Regions from separate parts of the Hordeum vulgare genome. Here region 1 is linked to region 2. The links are chromatin contacts, called in public Hi-C maps. All regions are on one chromosome and are shown on one strand. Each heading gives the region's core, a stretch centred on a gene start, on an enhancer-like site or on the middle of the called end of the contact. The rest is flanking DNA. Distances are from core to core; before and after follow the strand shown. Region 1 holds the start of LOC123448984 (ABC transporter B family member 6-like). Region 2 holds the start of LOC123448981.

What was found. Hi-C and Micro-C count contacts between places; a contact is called where the count stands out from the background.
Region 1: a contact with region 2 is called in a Hi-C map of seedling, with 4 times the contacts expected there. The contact joins the promoter of LOC123448984 here to the promoter of LOC123448981 in region 2. A contact is called at or near these places in 2 of 6 Hi-C or Micro-C datasets (leaf and seedling) and 1 of 1 datasets of contacts at active chromatin or transcription factors (embryo).

Annotation. Positions count from the first base shown.
Region 1 is chr4H:466,097,602-466,101,645 of MorexV3_pseudomolecules_assembly, forward strand. It overlaps LOC123448984 (ABC transporter B family member 6-like), which reads left to right and starts at 2,620. Exons shown (of 13, transcript XM_045126044.1): 1 at 2,620-3,442. The coding sequence starts at 3,038.
Region 2 is chr4H:465,562,151-465,566,194 of MorexV3_pseudomolecules_assembly, forward strand. It overlaps LOC123448981, which reads right to left and starts at 1,479. Exons shown (of 10, transcript XM_045126041.1): 1 at 1,200-1,479; 2 at 951-1,046. The coding sequence starts at 1,295.

The DNA.
Region 1 (4,044 bases), core at 1,370-3,869, 540 kb after region 2:
ATTGGTGGCTCTCCTCCGGTGGTTCTTCGCTATATTGCTTATCTCCTCCAGAAAATATATATAAAAGTTTTGGAAGATTCGGAGAACTTTCATTTTCTGCACAAAAACACAACACCATGGTAATTCTGCTGAAAATAGCGTCAGTCTGGGTTAGTTCTAAATAAATCATATAAAATGCATCAAAACCATATAAAAGTGTTGTAAACATAGGCAATGATGGCATGAATACTTTATAAATTATCGATACGTTGGAGACGTATCAAGTCGTACGTTCAAACTTTAGTCGAGCGGCGTGCTGACCACAAGTTAGCATTCATATATTTTGGCCCTTTCACCATCATGCACAAGACCAATCCAGTTGCCTACAAGCTCAAATTGCCGGAAGGATCGAAGGTACATGATGTATTTTACATTTCTCAACTTCGTCCAGCAATCAACCCAAGCATTGTGGCGTGAGCACATCTTCCTCAACCTTGACAACATGTTCTTGAGCTAGTCGAAGTGCTGAATTTTTGCTGGAAACAAACACCCATGGGTCGCGAGGAGGAGATTCTTATTCGCTGGTCGGATCCTGACATTCTTGATGCCACTTAAGAAGATGTTGTCCAACTAAAGGAGCGTTTCACTGATCTACCGTTTTGAGGCAAGCCGTCTCTCAAGGAGAAGGGGATGCGAGCGATCCAAATCCTAGTGAAGGACAACGCAACCGTAAGCTGCCATGGCAGCCAACAAGAACGCTGCCATGACAGCCAAGTCCGCTACCCTGATGACCACCTCAGATCTAGTAACGTCGCAGGGTGGGGATCGTGTACTGAGCCAACCATATAGGATCGCACAACCCAACAGACGCTCCGTGGGCCCTACGTGAATCACCTATACTTAAGCAAGATCACTCGACGTGTGAAGTCATCCGGATATAGATCAAGGACGAGGCACGACACGACACGACATCCATTTTCCCCTTTCTCCTTCCTTCCCAAATTGTAATTGAATAAGAGAGAGAACTAAGTTGTATCTGTGCGTGAGTAATATAGCAAGGGATATTCATATCCTAACAAACAACCATGGCCATGAGCTCGCGGTCGACATCGCCGGCCACAACGCAGGAAGGGGACGACTCCGTACGAACCCTTTGTGGCGGACATCTGCGGTTTTTTTCACTGTTTTGACCCACGAGACGAAAAGAATGCACAAAATGAACTCGATCTGAAAGTATTTCACGATCTGACCCTTTTAGAAACGCCAGAACCCGTGGCGTTGCTGGTGTACATAGAAACGCCAGTCTAGCTTCATGTTTCTGCTTCATACTCATACGCCGAACTAGCTCGCGTCTGTGGCCGAGCTAGAAACACCATAATTGATGACGTTTCCACTGCTAGCTTGCTTCCCAATGTCAAGCGTCACATGGATTAGACAACATGCTTAACAGCGACAGCACAAGTAGTACTACCACATTACGCTTTGCCTTTTGCACAACCGCACATGAACGATGGATTCGCCTCGCTGTGTTTAGCATTGATATGGTTGCATGGATCTTGCTCAGATCTGAAAGGATGCATGTGTGTTCTCTGCATGCAGAGACGAGATGAGATGGATGGATCAGAGTGTCTGGTTCTTTCTTTCTATCAAATCCATCAATTTGTATCGGTCTCGCCAGCCCCAAGGTCGCCCGCTGTTGGTTCTTCCTAGGCCGTCGCGCCATGCCGCTCGCGCGTTCTTTCTGCATCCAGCCCCAAGATTCCAAACTCCATTCGCATGTGTGTCTGCGACTGTGCAAAAGGTAAACGCCAGGAACGTCAACAACAATGGCGTTCGACTAAGCAGAAGAAACGCCATCACTTATGGCGTTTCTATTTGGACTGCAACGCCACGGTACACTGGCGTTTGAATATGGACCAGAAACGCTACGTTAGACTGGCGTTTCTAAGTGCCGCAGCAACGCCACGGTTTCTGGCTTTTTTAAAAGGATCAAAACGTGAAATCTTTTCGGAACGAGTTCGTTCTGTGAATTCTTTACGTCACGTGGGTCGGAAGAGTGAATTTGCTCGACATATGCCGGCGTCGTACTATTTGGTGCACATACGAGCATTCATGGGAATATTGTGCCATCCTAACACATCTCACACGCGGGTACAAGGCATTCATTCAGTAAGAAAAGGGACATGAGGCAAATTCCATGCGCAACAAGCCAGTCCGTCCGTGGCGTCCCATGAAGCAACCAAGCACGGCGCGTCCAGCTCCGCAACCAGCGTGCCCCTAGCGAAGCCAAGGCTGGCTGAGACAGCACAGCTCATTCCGCCGGTCCCACGGGCCCCGCCAGCTTCGATGCCCACGAGACCTTTCCGCACCAATCCCCGCCCGCCTAATTTTAACACCCCCGAGATATTCCACCGCTGTCGCTGCGGCGCCTGCCCCACAACCCCCGCCGTACGCGCGGGACCCGGGGGCCCGGCCCGGCTCCCCACGCCGCCATTTGGGCCCCCGGCGGTCCTCGCCGCCAGCTTTGCTTTGCTTTGCACCTACCCCCGGCGCAAAGGCCACCGACGCATGGGCCCCCGCCCATCACACCGCAATCAGTCAAGCGCACACGCCTCCCTCCCTCCCCCCTTCCGCCCCCCTGCCCGCACTGACTCCGCGCACCAGAATAATCCCACCACACGACAGCGACCGCGACCGCCTCCTCGCCGGCGACGGGCAGCCGCTGGACGCTCGCCGGAGCCGGAGTCGGAGGGTTTTGCTCGTTGCGTCGTGGGGTGGGAGGCGCGGCCGAATTCCTCTGACCGGGTCTCCTCGACGCCTTCTCTCGCGTTGCCGTGTGCCACCGAGTAGTAGATTTTAAAAGGCCCTTTTCTTTCCTTGTGCGGTAGTATTGGTCTCCGGGGGGTTAATCTAATCGGGAGGCGACTGCTTCGGAAGAAACCTCGTCGTCGTCGCCGCCGCCGCCCCCCCTCGCCGAGCTAAGCTGTTGTGATGAGCTCGTCCAAATCCTAGGGCTCTGCACGGCGTCGTCGGCTTCTCCAGGGGTTCCGCGGAGGAGATGGTGCCCAGTGGGCTCTTCGGCTGGGCTTCGCCGCACGTGCAGCCGCTCACGCCGGTGTCCGAGGTCTCGGAGCCGCCGGAGTCCCCGTCGCCGTACGGGGACGGGCCGTCGGGGGATGCTGGCGTCGGGGTCAGGGAGGGGGAAGGCGCCGACGACGAGGATGTGGAGGAGGACGAGGTCGAGCCCCCACCCGCCGCGGTCTCCTTCTGGAGGCTGTTCGAGTTCGCCGACGGCCTCGACTGGGCGCTCATGGCCGCTGGCGCGCTCGCCGCGGCCGCCCACGGCGCGGCGCTCGTTGTCTACCTGCACTACTTTGGGAGGTCCTTGAATTTGCTCGACTCTGAACGGATTCAGTCTGCTCTCCACGGCCGTAGCGACGAGCTGCTCAACCAATTCAAGCAGGTAAGCTGATGCTTCGGATGTTCGTCTCTTAATTGCACGCATAACAGGATCTGCTACGTGGTATTTATTGCTGGAGCCAAATTTGCTATTCTTTAATTTTGCTATTACTGGGGTTGGGATGTTTTTTTGTAACCTTTTTGCGCTGGCTATACTTATGCTACATATGCTCTAAATTCTTACTTATTTGTCTGCTATTCTCAGTACATGTGTAAACCCTAAAGCAGCTCATACTTAGTTTTGTCGTGTGCTGTGAGGTCACCTGCAATATTGATAACCAGGGCTCGGAAGATTTACCAGCTGAAAATTGTTCGTCGAACTGCAAATTTTTGTGCGTAGCAGTTATATTTATGACTTAGGTTACATATCATCTAGAATCAGTGCATTTGGAACTTTTGATGTAAATTTTGCCATGAAATTATGCACATTCTAAGTTGGCGGGTTTGCTTGACGATGTGATATTTCTCCTTGGCTTCTAGCTATGGCCTTGTGGGTGATTGGCTGATTGCGGCTGGACAGCAGGTTCGGGTTTTGTGCTCTTGTGCCTATGGTGTTAGGTATTAATATCAACCAAGGAAAAAAGAAGCGCTAGGCGTTAATTGTGT
Region 2 (4,044 bases), core at 229-2,728:
CAAAATCAGTAATGACCGTTCTTATCTTATTCTTACCTCTAGGGTTGTCCACATACAGAATCAACAGTCTCCAAGAATAAATATCAGTTAGTTGAGCGAAGTTTTGAGCATAGGAAAAAGGAAGAAAGAACCGACAAAAACAAAATTGGACACCAAACAAATTATGCAATAATAACAACAGAATAGACCAACAGCGATACAACTCCTCCCTTTCTTGCGGGTAACGGCGGTACAACTCCTCTTTTTGTTGCGGATAATGGCGATACAACTCTGATGACTACTACTCAGAATTTCCAATTCTGCAAATGCCTACATCAAAATAGAAAATACACTAAACAGAAATTTGCATGCACCCTAATCATGCAGTTGTCCCTTTAGAATGCATGTGCACATGCTGTGCCAACAATGGGAGCGAAGATCCATTCACGCGCCTGCTATCATCGAATCAGTAATCTGCACGCCCATACCATTGTAGCACTGGAGCATAAGAAAATGTCCAAGAGAGCACACATTCTCTAGAAAATTAGCAACTTTTGAGCAGAATCCCTCACTTGCAAATTGTAGTTCAAACTCAAAAGGAGAAGGAAAAAAAGGGGGGTAGGTGCGCCTTGGATACCCCTCTTTTCTGAAGAATGAGAATATTCATGCTTTGATGATGTGAACAACTCCATGTGACCAAGAAAGAAAGAAAAGCAAACAGTTAAAAGGCGCTATCACATTGTGCTATGGAATCCACCAATCCGAACTGGTGTGGATTGGCCACCCACTTGCCTACCCTTGCATCATCAAAGTGCTAAATCACCTACCCTAAATCCTAATCGTTTTTAGCCTAGCCCAGGTCTGCTCAGATTGCAACGCACAGCGTCTGTCGTACAGCTTGAAGCGTCGGTGTCCGCAGTAGAAGAAGAAGAAGAAAAACACATCGGTAAGTGGGGAAACGGTGGGCTTACATCCCCGCAGGTGAGCTTGCAGGCGAGGGCGTGGCTGGTCTCGTGGAGGAAGACGGTGATGAGCTTGAAAGGCGTGAGCAGGAACGTCCTCCACAGCTGCACACAAGGAAGGCAAAAAACCCAAATCAGGAACTCCCCGTCGCTTCAGCAGTCCCGTAGAAACAAGACAGCGGCGGCCGGCCCCTCAAAAAAAGAAAAGAAAAGAAGAAGAAGAAGGCGGCGGGTGGGTTAGCGGGGGATGGGGCTCACGGCGAGTATGACGACGGTGGAGACGCCGACGGCGGCGATGAAGACGACCTGGTTGTGCTGGCAGCAGCCCTGCAGCTCCCAGTTGACGTTCACCATCCTGGGCCCGCCGCAGATCTGTGCCGCCCTCGCCGACGCCGGAGCGAAAAGAGAAAGGGGTAAGGGGAGGGGAGGGGCGCACGGGGAAAATGGGAACTGTTCGAATTGGCGGATGAAACGTGCCGGCACAGAAACCGAGGCCTGGTTGGTGGCCGCGGACGACAAAGTGTTTGCGCGTTCGTTTGGGCCGGAAGAGGGCGTTCTCACTGGCTCCTGGTCTAGCAGCCCAAGCAATAATTGTCGCTAATCTGCTGAGGAGTGGGTACGCTCGGTGATTAGAAATGAATAACATTTCCCTGAATTATTTCAGCAGTGAATAAATCCAAGGCTCCAGCGGCAGTACTCGAGGTGGCAGTGGGTGAGAGACGACTCGGGCCTGACCTGACTGAGCCACGCACGGGCTCCACTGGCTGGCTCGCTTGTGCTACTTGTCTACTTTTGGCAGGTGGCAACCGCGTTGCTTCCTGCAGTTTCTTTCTGTAATGTTTTCTTTCGGAGCTGCAAGTGCGTAATAGTAGAAGATTCAGGGTGGCACGAAGAGTAGCATCAGTACCAAGTCGTCGCCCGCACGATCAGCCTTTGGGCCTTCGTCTCCGCTTCTTCTCGAGTGCCGAAACCCCGAAGAAATGTCCAACGGCCGAACCGCCGAGCAACCCATGCAAATGTGGCCTCTGGTGATGAACGGACTGGCTGGAATGATCCCTTCTTCTCCTGCCGTCACCGTCCGAGGGGTTGCATTGAAGTATGTAGCAAAAAACTATCACGTTACAGGCTTTGATTATAGAAAAAATGATTAATCTTTTAAAAACTACCATAAAAATGGTGCACTGTTTTAAAAAAAAAATAATGACCAAACGGTTACATTTTAAATGCGCTTATGGCACGTAGGACCCGCCCGTCAGGGTTCTGTCATCCACGGGCTGATGGCGCGCGCGGACGGCCGTTAGGTCGACCCGTTTCGACCGTTGTAAAGCGACCGAGCCGGCTCGCACTCACTCTCACTCTCTCCCCTCGCTCTTTGCTCTCGTGCCTCGAGCTCGCCATCGCCGTCGACCACCTCTCTTCCTCGTCACCGACAAGGATGCCTTCTTGGAATGATGGGGACGAGAGCTCCGACGACGACATCATCGGTGGCAACCTGATGGACATGGGGTACTTTGTAAGTTACATCCTCTCCCTTTCCCATTATTTAGAGTTAGGGTTAGGTTTAGGTTTCATTCGATTTGAGGTTTAGGGTTCATGATCTGCAATTATGGACGGATTCTTTGGTTTGGTTGATGGATCTGCATATAGTGGACGGATTTCTGACTCATTTAGCTTTTACTGTGTGTAGGTCACACCTGACACCATCCCCGAGCCATTGTTCTGTGGTGCTCCCATGGAGGAAGTTCCCAAATGCACACTGCACGAGATGATGCCTAGGAAGTGTGTTGCTTTTGAAGGAGCTAACACTAGAAGGAGGTTTTATGGATGCCATGTTCGGGTGGGTGTGAGTAAGCAGCAATAGTTGTTTTGCTTCCAATTAGTAGTTCATTGCACAACGGTTGTTTATAGCTACAAGTGTTGCCTGAGTGATTAAATTTTGAATTTACAAATGTTGTTTGATTGAACAGGGAGGTGTGAACTGTGGTGTAGTCCAGTGGGTTAACCCTGTCTGGTTTGATGTACTTAAGAACTGCCTCATCAAGTTGTGGGAAATGTTCCATGAGAAAAACCTTGACGGGATTCAAGACAAGCATCATATGATGATGAGGTTGCCAAGTTGAAGAAGGAGCATGATCATGTCTGCACTCAGTATCACAAAATGGTTGATGGTGTTAGCGAGATGTTTGACTCGCGGGATGGTATTGGGAAGGTGGACTACCAGAAAGCAATGGATGCTGAGAAATATGAGAAGAGGAAGGAAGAGGTAGAGATGGAGATGAAGACAGAGAAGCTTAGGCTAGCAAAGGAGTAGAAGTGTATCCTGAAGGCCCGGGCAAACATAATTCAAAACACGAGGAAGGATATGAAAGAGATGAAGGTGGACACGAATCTTCTTGCACAAGAGAAGAAAGAGTTGGAGAAAGTTGTTGTTGATCTGCTGAATACTGGCCATGGGAGCAAGGAAAAGCTAGAGGAAATCAAGGCCATACTTGAGGCTTGAATATTTGCACAACGGTGGTTAAGTAACTAAGTTGGCCTACATATATAACATGCCTTGCAAGATGATGGTAGGAGTATATTTTGTGCAGTCCTATATGAACTGTTTAAGTTATGGTAATGGAGATGATAACTGGAGTGATGGTAGTCAGTTGAGAACCTATGCTAAGTGTTGGTTCTGTTAATTGTTGAACTTTATGCTACTAGTAAGAACATATCTTAAGTAATGCAGTGAAGAACTATTTTATTTGGAGTTATGTATGTAGTTATTATCTTCAAGTCGATTTCATGTATGTCGTTATTATGTGGTATATTCATTTATTGTGGGCCTAAAACCCTTATTCATTTACTCAGATGTTCTCTTACTCTACAACCCACCTACGTGCAACCATTAGTACTCTATAAAACCCACCCCTTGGCAGAAACCCTAGTCAAACCCAAACCCCTGCTCTTTCCTCCCCCAAGCCGCCAAAGTAAACCCTAGAATCCCAGGTAGCCATGGATCCTGGAGATGTCATAGATGAAGAAGAATAGGTGCCCAGGGGAGCCAGGAGAAGAGAGGCAAGAAGATCCACAACTGAAAGGAGGGGAAGAAGGTGTTGGGGAA